Regions from separate parts of the Macaca mulatta genome. Here region 1 is linked to region 2. Evidence: chromatin contacts called from public Hi-C data. All regions are on one chromosome and are shown on one strand. The core of a region is the stretch at or near the end of the contact, and the rest is flanking DNA. Distances in the headings are between cores, read along the strand shown. Region 1 holds the start of STX3 (syntaxin 3). Region 2 holds the start of MRPL16 (mitochondrial ribosomal protein L16).

Region 1 (5,785 bases), core at 2,580-5,079, 56 kb after region 2:
CTTTCTTGTTAAGCCTCAATTTACTCACTTGTAGAATGAGACTAATAGAAAAACCCACTCCGCTTTGCAGGCTTGAGAGGATTAGATACAAGGTACCTTTACATATCTGGTACATAAAGTACCTTACGTACCTCCAACCACCTTTACATATCTGAAAAGGTCAGATTGGGCTGGAAGAAGCAGCTGAGCTCAATCATTACTTTGTCTTGGGAACCCACCCAAAGCCTCATGCCCATCTCCCATCTTCCAAAGACTGGCCAACAGGGTCTTCCCATAGTTGCTTCTATCACAAGGATGATATCCTCATGTCTATTTCTTCTGTTTCTTCCTACCTGACCACGAACTTTCTAAGGGCCAGGAACATGCGTTTATCACCACTACACTCCAGCATCTAGTGCAAGCACTGGCACACAGTAGGTACTCAGTACTCAGCAAATGTTTACTGAATGAAAACAGGGCCATGCAAAAGATCACTAAAGCAGGAACTGTCTGGACTCAGCAGATTCAAAGTTCAGCTGCTGAGAAGTCAGAGAAAACCACGTCCTGGGATAGGCTAGGTAGAGGCACTGCACATTCCTGGCAAGCCTGTCCTCTGTCACTGAAGAAGCAGGCTGTTGAGGGGGCCCGCCAGGAAGAGCAGTGCAAGAGACCAGGTGAGTCAGGTCTTGTGATCATGGCCTCAGGAAGGGATGCCCTTCTGTGTGGACGCTGCTACCAGCAGGCCAAGACAGAAGAACTCACAATAACAGTGGTGGGTGATTGTCATGGATTATCTCATTTTACCCTCACAATGATCCTATGGGAAAAGGGTGATGATCCACTTTACAGGGGCAACTCTGAGGCCTCAGTCCCTGTAGACTTCAAAGCCTTAGGACAGGCTCACAGACAATTAAGCATTTTAGAAAACCACATATTCTTAAGGTTGGTGAAGGCCTTATATCTCCTAGTTCATCTCCCCTCCAAGAGATGCTCAAATTCCTACAACATTCAACCTCCCAACAAGCTTCTTGCCTCCTTCCCATGCTAGAGGGTGCACCATCTACTCCATCCTTGGGCGGCTCTGTCTACTAAAAATACTTTCTTACAGAGTCCTCATTTCTACCCATCAACCCCATATGTTCTCCTTGTATCTACCCAGAGCAAAGCCAATCTCGGGCACGAAAGCCCTCCAGCTACCGGGAGGCAGTTACCACCTCCCCTCCCCAGGATTTAGAAAGAACACCACAGAAAGAGATTGCATAGGCTGCTCAATGTGCAATCTGTTTCATGAAGGTTGACAAATGCTTCTAATTGATAACGGAAATCAGAGGGAGAAGATGCATATCTTGTTTCAGTGAGGCTGATCCCTGGGAGTCTGGCTGGGGAGAGGGGATAAGAGGAGGGGAACTGACATCAAAATCCACATAAACCTTAACAGTCTTCACAGAAAAACCTATAATAACACCAGAAGGGACTTCTGAGATCAATTAAATTCCTCGTTGTACGAAGGAGGAATTGAGAAGCAGAGAAGTTAAGCGACCCAAAGAAAGACAGTGATCAGAGTCTTGGAACCTGCCACCTGTGTCCCTTTGTCCCGCGCTGCCATGCATCTGCTCCAATACGCTACAGAAGCCACCCTGTGATTTCAGAACAATCCTCCCATAATAACACCATCATCTCCAGTCTCGCTTTCACCACATCCCCAAGAGGGAAGGGGAGGAAACCTATCATTAATTCCATTTTACAGAGGGTAACCATGAGGCACCCAGGAGAGGCAAAGAGACTGGCTCAGGGTTCCCAGGCAAATTAAATTTATTCTTGGAACTGAAAGTTCAGTTAAGACTGTTTGCTAATCGTTGACAATGAGCTACTGCAAGGGGCCATGGAGTATCTTCCTCTGGAAATGGATTTCCTAACAAATGGAAGAGTCTGCTGTTCAGTTTTGTACTTTTTTATGGTTGCCGAATGTGCCGACACAGAGAGATCTTCAAAATCGTACTCTTCTTTTCCTTCTGCCTCCCCAACCAGCGTGCTTCAAGGGAAGGAGCACCGTGGAGAGTGTCAGGAGCCTGGGTCCCTCTCCTGGTGGTGCCCTGCCTGGTTCTGTGTCCTGGGGCATCCCTCCTACCCCGTGAGTACCAGTTTCCCCATCTATAAAACAGGGGCAATAAACTCTGCCCCATCCGTAACCTGGACGCTGTGAGGCTCAGATGACTAAGCACAAGACTGAGGCAGGGAGGCCACTCCCACAATAGGCAACTGTCCCTTCGCTTCTCTCACTTCCCCAGCTCCCTGCCTCCCCTGCAGCGCTGCTACCCAGAACAGGTGAAACAGACGTGAAGGTCTCATCCAAGCAAGGGAGGAAAAGGATAAACTCTTGTAACATCATCCCAACAGTCCCTGACATCTGCATTTTCCATAGAGCAGTCACAGTTATTAGCATATTTCACCATTTATTAAGTCCCCCGTGCCATGCACCATAAAAGTGTTCTTATGCATGTTCTGCTGCTTTTCCACCTCACAACTACCCATTTTACAAACGACAAAACTTAGGCTGGGAGTTTAAGGGATTGCCAGTAAGCAGTGGAGCCAGGAGGTAACCCCAGTTCTAATCCAGTCCAGTGCTTCCCAAACTGTAATGTGCCCGTGAATCACCTGGGGAAATGGATGAATAATTAGATTCTGATTCTGCGGGGCTAGACTGAGGCCTAAGCTGCTATACTTGTAACACGCTCCAAAGTACATGGACTAAATAAACTCCTGAGTATCAAGGGCGAGATTTTAATTCTATTAAGGTAGAACCTGTGCCACTGAATCTTCAAGGCTTAGCACTGGACCTCCCCCATAGAATACACTCAATAATTATGTACTGAATGAGTCAATGAGTATCTGGCTTAAAAACCCATGCGTTAACCCTTCTCTGTATCAAGTTCCATTGCATCATCAGATCCTCCCAACAAATTCCTTGGGTATGATCACTCCCATTTGACAGACAAGGAAACAGAGACTTAGAGTAAGTAGCCTAAGGCTTTACAGCTTTTGCACAGCCAAGGCTGGAGGCAGTCTATCTTCAGATCCTTGGACCTAACCACAGCTGTTCCAAAAGATGCGGCGGCGGAGGGGGAATAATGACACGTGGAGATAACAATTACAGACCACCGGTTGGAGAGCAGCTGACGCATCCCAGCATGTGACCGGCTCACAGCTCCAGAGGTCACCAGGGAGCTCTGAGCTGCTCTCTTGAGGAAGGGGCAGCCAGGCCTGGAGCCCCTCAGGAGGCAAACAGGAAAGGGAGGAGGCTGGTCCTGGGCACAGTGCCAGGCAGCAGTGGGCAGGTGATGATGGGACCCCTGACCTCATGGTGAGCCCTGCCAGGCCCCAAGCACCCTCTTCGGGAACCAGCTCTGGACAGACACTGTCCAGCTTGCGGGGTGGGAGGGTTAGAGGCGTTCAGGAAAATCATTGCCTAACGATGAATCACCCGGCACATGACCCCGCAGGGGAGGGTAGGGGAGGGTGCGGAACCGGCGCTGGAAGCGGTGGGGGATTGGGGAGGGCAAACCTCGGGCTCTGGCCCCCTCCAGCCTCGACTTGGGGAGCAAAGGGAAGCCCCTCTCCTACGCAGCACCCCTCCTGGCAGCCCCCGCCTGCAGCGAAACTCACGGCCTTCAGCTGCTCCAGCCGGTCCTTCATCCTGGAGCCCAGGCGCCCGGAGGCAGGTAGCGCGTCCCAGGTGAGCGCGTCCCAGGTGAGCTGCCGGAAGCGGCGGCCGGGCCCGCCGGGGCGAAGAAGCTGGAGGCGCAGGCGGCGGCGGGCGGTGGCCGCTAGCTAGGAGGAGCGTCCGAGGCCACGGGAGGCTCCGCCGCGCCGCCCCCTCCGCCCCCACCGGCGCCGCGCGCTCCAAATCCGGCTCCCGAGCCCGCGCCGGCGCAGCGGTGATCCGCCCGGGACCCGCCCCTACCTGGCCGCGCCCAGCGCTCCTTCTTAAAGGGCCCGTGTCCCGCCACAGCCCGGCCGCCCGGAGCGTCTGCAAACACCCCTTCCCTAACCAGAGAGCCCTCCAGACACGCGTGGAGTCCGGGGAGAGGCCCCTGCACCGGCGGATCCTGCCGCAGGGCCGAGGGAGAGCAAGAGCGACTGTCCGGCTGCGGTCATTCGCTGTCTGTGCCGGGCTCCTAGCTAGGATCCAGTTCTTAGCCGACTCGTTGCTAGGCGGGGACAAGCTCCCGAAAACAAATAAGCCAATATGATGTGGGCTACATTGGGTGACAGTCGAGTGTTCTAAAAATATCCTGCCAGGGGGAAGGCATTCCGAGTAGCGGGATCCCGCGCAGCCTCAGGGCTGCTGGCACTGAAAGTGGGGGTATGGGGGAGGTGTCCAGAGGAAAGACCTGGAGATCTGGAGATACAGGACGGTCAGGGTGGTCCGAGAATTTTGATCTTTTGCTTGTTGGAAATCGGGACCGCACCGAGAAACGTGAAGACACTTGGCACTCACAAGTTGCATATGTTTGGGAAAGCATCGTTTCTCAAGAGGACCCCTTTCCCATGTCTGTAAATCAGAGATGATACCCACTTCGTAGTTTGCTGTGAAGCCTGTGAGCGAGGAGGGGCTTTAAAATACAGAGCTTTGCACTGGAGCGTTCCCCCTCCTCGCGCTGCCTGCGCGGTGTGCAGGTAGTTCCCAGGCGGTTTCTGCTTCCGAAAAGCAGATCGTCCCTTTATCTCGTCTTCTCCCCGCCTCTCCTTCTCCCTACCCAATCTGTCTTCTTGGGAACAAATGACACATTTATCAGAGTGGAGCTCCACAAACGGGACTGGCGAGCCCAAGATTTAATTTTGAAGAATAGAATCTGCTCTGTGCTTTCAGGTTAAAAGACTGTAAATAGCTTTGTAATTCTAGCAGTACTTTGCCCTCTTATGCCATCTAAATGCGTGCTCCCTGCTGACCTCATCGGCTCCCATAAAGATAGGTGCGTATGGCAGAGGTCGAGCTTTGAGCCGGCCCCGCGGGTCTCAGCCCTAGTCCTTTCTCGCGTCCCGCACACTTCCTTCTGCCGGCTGTGCTCGCTGGGCAGGGTGGCCCCGCCTTAGTACCGGAGGGCTTCCGCGCCCCCTGGTGGTCATACTAGGAAAGGCGAGTAGATCAGAAATACTGTCCCACCTCCTTCCCCTAACACATTTTTGGGGAATTTGAGGGGTTGTTTGTTTTTTAGACAGAGTCTCGTTCCGTTGCCCAAGTTGAGTGCAGTGGCGCGATCACGGCTCTCTGAAGTCTCGATGCCCTGGGCCCAAGCCATCCTCCCATTTCAGCCTCCCAAGTAGCTGGAATTACAGGCGTGCGCCACTACAACTGGCTAATTTTTGTGTTTTTTTTTGTAGAGATGGGGTTTCGCCACGTTGCCCAGGCTGGTCTGGAACTCCTGTACTCAAGCGATCCGCCCGCCTCGGCCTCTCGAAGTGCTGGGATTACAGGCGTGCGCCACTGCACCCTGCCCCTTAACACATTTTTGTTAGTGGGGATAGGTAGGTCCCCGCGCTTCAGGAAAATAGAGTCTTCTGAGAGAAGCTGAGATATGAACAACCCTTCACGTTAGGAATCTGAAAAGGACCATTGGGGTTGGAGTAAGAAATTTTTCTTTCTACAGCAGGAATCAAGGGTGGCCTGTCAGCCTCTGCTCAGAGGTTTCCTGTTACAGGATACTTGTTTTGAAAAGAGTAAAATCATGACTCCCCTGCAAACACAAAATGTACACACATCAAAGACTTTAATGAATTAAAGGAGGAGACCAGTAAAGGGCTAGCC
Region 2 (5,062 bases), core at 431-2,930:
AGGAAGGCATGAAAGTCACAGTACACCAACAACTCTATTAACGAAATCTTTATTATAATCTCCAGTCTCCACTTCCTGTCTTGGCTTTTCTAGTGTTTTTTACAGGCTGGCAGAGAATGGGCAGCTAAAAATAGCAAAGCCAGTTCCTACCACCTGCTGCATAAACTCTGCCTAAGAGGCCCAGCACCTCACTTTGAAATGTGGAGATTACCTTGTGGTCCCAAGCAAAACTGAGGCAGAAACAATCGCATTTTAACATCCTGTTATAAATGTAACATTGAGTGGTGTTTTTCACCTTTCATATTGACAAAGCTCTAGAAAAATTATAATATCCTTCTTTAGCAAGGATGTTGATCAAGAAAGCACTCTGATAAACTGTTCATGGAGGCCAATTTTGCACAACTATATAAAGTCAAAAGATTTAAAATGAACATTCCCTTTGATCCATAAATTTCTCCTTTTGAAAGTGCCCAAAAGAAATACAAAATAACAAAAATGTACAAGGATGTTTACTGCAGCATGGCCTATAACAACAGATTTGTAAATAATTTAACTGAGCAACAATAATTATTCACTATGATGAACACATTCATAGAAATACTTTAATATAACCAGTGAATACTGAGACAGAAAACAAGACTAATGGCATTGTTCTTTCTTCTTGGTCAAACAATTAAGGAGTTGATGCATTCTTTGCACCTGTCGATTTAATAGATGAGAACAGCTGAAATAGCTTTCTTGTAAAACTTCAGTAACTCTTCCAGTTGAGACTGAATTTATTTTACCTTGAAACCTCTGGAATAAGTGTAGACACATTAATTTTGCTCATGGCACTATGGTAGATGCTCAAGAGATGTTTGTTGAATGGTCAACTAGAAGCCTAGAAGCCCACCTTGACTTGTCCCACCTTTCTGATCCAAACCAATGTATTTCTTAAATGCATTTGATTGATGTCTCATGCCCCTCTAAAATGTATAAAGCCAAGCTACACCTCTACCACCTTGGGCACATGTTCTCAGGCCATGGTTGCTCATATTTGGCTCAGAATAAATCTCTTCCGATATCTTACAGTGTTTCACTCTTTTCATCAACAGTATTGTTCATTCACTGAGCTCTCTGGAATCCCAGACTGTGCTCAAATTCTGATGGTACTGTTTTCCTGTTGTATGACCCAGAACAAGTTAAATTATTTCAGCCTCAGGATGGAATCTGCAAAATCAGTATAATGACTTATCTCACAGATTCGTTGGCACGACTAACGAATGAGGTACTCAATGACACACTGCAATTGCCCTATAAATGTTAAACCATTGCCAAATCTGGTATTCTCCTAATGTCTTCGAGGGGTCCCCTAGAAAAAGGTCTCAAAGGCTGTGAATCATAAGGGACTACCTTGCTAAGGAACCGGCAGGCATTGACAGTTGTACTCCGCAGAAAAAATAAATAAAACAAAAAACTCCCCGCTCCGCCGCCCTCTTCTGGGGAAAAACTGGGGATTGGAAGGAGAACCCTAGAGGGCCAACGAGGCCCCTGGGCGTGGCTGGGCGGACAGCGCCTTTGACCGGCGGAACTCAACCTCCGACGGAACTCAACCTCAGTCGCTCGAGTTTCTTCCGCTTCCGTCGGGACTCCGCGAAGTGGACCGGAGTGAACACAACTTCCGGCCACACTGAGCGGTGTCCTGAGCTGATTCCAGCTAGCTACTAGAGCGCCGCTGCCTACCAGGGTAGAGGAGGGCGCTGTAGTCGCTGTGGGGACCTCCGCGCCGCCGGACGTCCGTGACCATGTGGAGGCTACTGGCTCGCGCTAGTGCGCCGCTCTTGCGGGTGCGCTTGTCAGGTCAGAAGTCCCTTTTGGTTCCTAAAGACTTTACCCCTCTTCCTCCCCCACCCTCTAGTGCTTTTCCTCTCTAACCCAAAAGGCGGCTCTGCATATGCTCGGTGAAGCACTGGTTAGGGACTACGCTATCCCACCGCTGATCTCCACCGTAGGGGTTCGTGCAAGAGGGTCACAATTGCGTCTGGGAGTCGGCCCCCAGAGACCCCGGCTGGCCTTCTGCGGAGCCTGAGCCTCTGAGCACATTTAGTGGAACTCACATCCCAACCTCAAGACTCTTCCGGCGGAAGTACTTTTGGGCCGGCTTGGTGGCTCACGCCTTTAATCCCAGCACTTTGGGAGGCTGAGGTGGGCGGATCACTTGCGGTCAGGAGTTTGAAACCAGCCAGGCCAACATGGTGAAACCCGTCTCTACTAAAAATACAAAAAAAAATAGCTGGGCGTGGTGGCGGGCGCCTGTAATCCCAGCTACTCCGGAGTCTGAGGCAGGAGAATCTCTTGAACGCGGGAGGCGGAGGTTGCAGTGAGCCGAGATCGCGCCACTGCACTGGGGCCTGGGCGACAGAGCAAGACTCCGTCTCAAAAAAATAAATAAGAATAAGAAGTAGTACCTTTGGCCCAGGTTGTATCGGGGTCCTGGCCTTGTTACCTTCGTCGTTTAACTTGGTTTGTCTTTGTAGATTCTTGGGCACCCCTCCCCGCCAGTGCTGGTCTAAAGACACTGCTCCCAGTACCAAGTTTTGAAGGTGAGAGCTTGCCTTTCTGCTGTTTGTAAATCTTTTCTCTGATGGAAACCAGGAGAGGGTGGGAGATGACATAGGAGTGTTCTTGTGTTTCCCGTCCCCGTTCACTCTTTCAGTAAATGTTTTTAGAGTGTACTGTCTTGCCAACCAATATTCTGAGCGCTAGAAATAAAGAACAAAGGAAACCAAAAAAGTTCCCTCCTCTTAGGGAGCAGCGTCTAATGATATAGCTCCCCTAACGCCTGCCACTGGTGTGTGGCCCGTGGTCCACTCAGCCAGTAGTCAGTTGGCCTGAAATCTGGATTTTTGGCGAGGCACGGTGGTTCACGCCTGTAATCCCAGCACTTTAGGAGGCAGAGGCGGGTGGATCACTCCAGGCCAGGAGTTGGAGACCAGCCTGCCAACCCGGAGAAACCCTGTCTCTACTAAAAATACCAAAAATTAGGGGGTAGTGCACACCTGCAATCCCAGCTTCTCAGGAGGCCAGTGCACTCCAGTCTGGGCAACAGAGTGAGGCTTTGTCTCAAAAGAAAAAAAAAAACTGGACTTTTGATGTTCTCTCCAAATAAGGTTCCATATATGCAGTCAGCTAACGATGTGTGAAAAAGCTCTGTTAAGATAAGCCACAATATTGTAAAACTAGTTTACTTTTTAAAAAAGAAATATACTGGAACCCTCAAAAAAATGAATAGGGTCTGTACATCTGAGGGTCTTCTGTACAGAACTGTTAAACCACTATATGTTTGGAAAGTACATTTGACTTGTAGGTGAAAGAAAGCATTACTAAGTTTCTCTGTAGCTGCATATAGAAGCTGAGGGGCAGCTTCTGAAACTCTGATAGTAATAATTTGATATTTCCTCAAACTCTTCTGTTTTGTATTTGTCTCCATTGTAAAGCCATACTTGGTTCACTTTATAAATTTTTAAAAATAATTTATATGTTAATTTTTTTCCCCAAATTGTCAAGGATGATAAAGATGTCACATGTCTGGCCTGAAGTTTTGTCCGCCCACCCAAACCTGGCACACTGACCTGTGCTGGTCTCAGCATGAAAAGTCCCTGCATATATGAGAGAAAGAGCATTGATTAAAGGATTCCTAGGTTGTAAGTTTCTCAACAAGAATGTGGCAGAGCTAGAGAACTTAGATATTTTTATGTACAATATTCTTCCACTACCCCCATTAACATCCAGAGAGGCAGAGAAATATGTGTATATATTTTTGTGACATGCTGTGTAGCTTTGCTGTTGAACTGGATGGCATAGACCAAATTTTAAGATATTTCTAGCCCTTGGGTTCCTCTTCTATAAAATGGAGATTAAAAATACTACCTGCCTAACGTCCCGTTTTTTGATCTGGGTAATAGTGATATGTGTTCATGTGTTCACTTTCTGGTAATTCACTGAGCTGTATATTTTCAGTTTGGCCCTTTGATATATCTGTGTTAAACTTTGACAAGTTAAAAATTTTTTTAAAGGGAGCCCTAAAAGAATATCAAGGCTATACAGTTGTCTTAAAGATTAAGCGAACTAGTGATTTCCAAAAAATCCCTGTTACAGTGTTAAGCACAGAGTTGGTGATTAATAAATGCATTTGGATTCAGAGGACAAAACTTTGCTATCTTTAAAGTTTTAGAAACATTTGCATTAGCCACTGTCATAGCCAGAAGATTCCACTGTCACTAAAAGCATCTGCAAAAATATACCTTTAGAATTACTGTTCAGTGGTAACTTTTAAGACTTGGCCGGGCGTGGTGGCTCAAGCCTGTAATCCCAGCACTTTGGGAGGCCGAGACGGGTGGATCACGAGGTCAGGAGATCGAGACCATCCTGGCTAACACGGTGAAACCCCCGTCTCTACCAAAAATACAAGAAAATTAGCTGGGCGAGGTGGCGGCGCCTGTAGTCCCAGCTACTCGGGAGGCTGAGGCAGGAGAATGGCATGAACCCGGGGGGGCGGAGCTTGCAGTGAGCCGAGATCGCGCCACTGCACTCCAGCCTGGGGCACAGAGCAAGACTCCGTCTCAAAAAATAAAAAATAAAAAAATAAAAAATAAAATAAAAATAAAAAAGACTTGCAGGCTGGATACGGTGGCTCACACTTGTAATCCCAACACTTTGGGAGGTAAAGGCAGGAAAATCACTTGAGGCCAGGAGTTTGAAACCAACCTAGGCAACATAGTGAGACCGTGTCTCTACCAAAAAACGAAGAAGAAAGAAATTAAGACTTTCTCCTGTTACAAATCTTTCTAGGAAGAAAATAGATCTTTTGAGATGTGTAGTTTTACTTTATCCTGGTTGTCTGTGCTCCTTTTAGATGTTTCCATTCCTGAAAAACCCAAGCTTAGATTTATTGAAAGGGCACCACTTGTGCCAAAAGTAAGAAGAGAGCCTAAAAATTTGAGTGACATACGGGGACCTTCCACTGAAGCTACAGAGTTCACAGAAGGCAATTTTGCAATCTTGGTGAGTGAATTCAGCATCA

Evidence for each region. Hi-C and Micro-C count contacts between places; a contact is called where the count stands out from the background.
Region 1: a contact with region 2 is called in a Hi-C map of liver, with 2.5 times the contacts expected there. The contact joins the promoter of STX3 here to the promoter of MRPL16 in region 2. A contact is called at or near these places in 8 of 14 Hi-C or Micro-C datasets (CD4 T cells, blood, cortical neurons and 4 more).

What each region holds. Positions count from the first base shown.
Region 1 is chr14:14,127,162-14,132,946 of T2T-MMU8v2.0, forward strand. STX3 (syntaxin 3) reads right to left here and starts at 3,830. Exons shown (of 12, transcript XM_077962784.1): 1 at 3,643-3,830. The coding sequence starts at 3,672.
Region 2 is chr14:14,072,850-14,077,911 of T2T-MMU8v2.0, forward strand. It overlaps MRPL16 (mitochondrial ribosomal protein L16), which reads left to right and starts at 1,681. Exons shown (of 4, transcript NM_001266431.1): 1 at 1,681-1,839; 2 at 2,517-2,582; 3 at 4,895-5,043. The coding sequence starts at 1,785.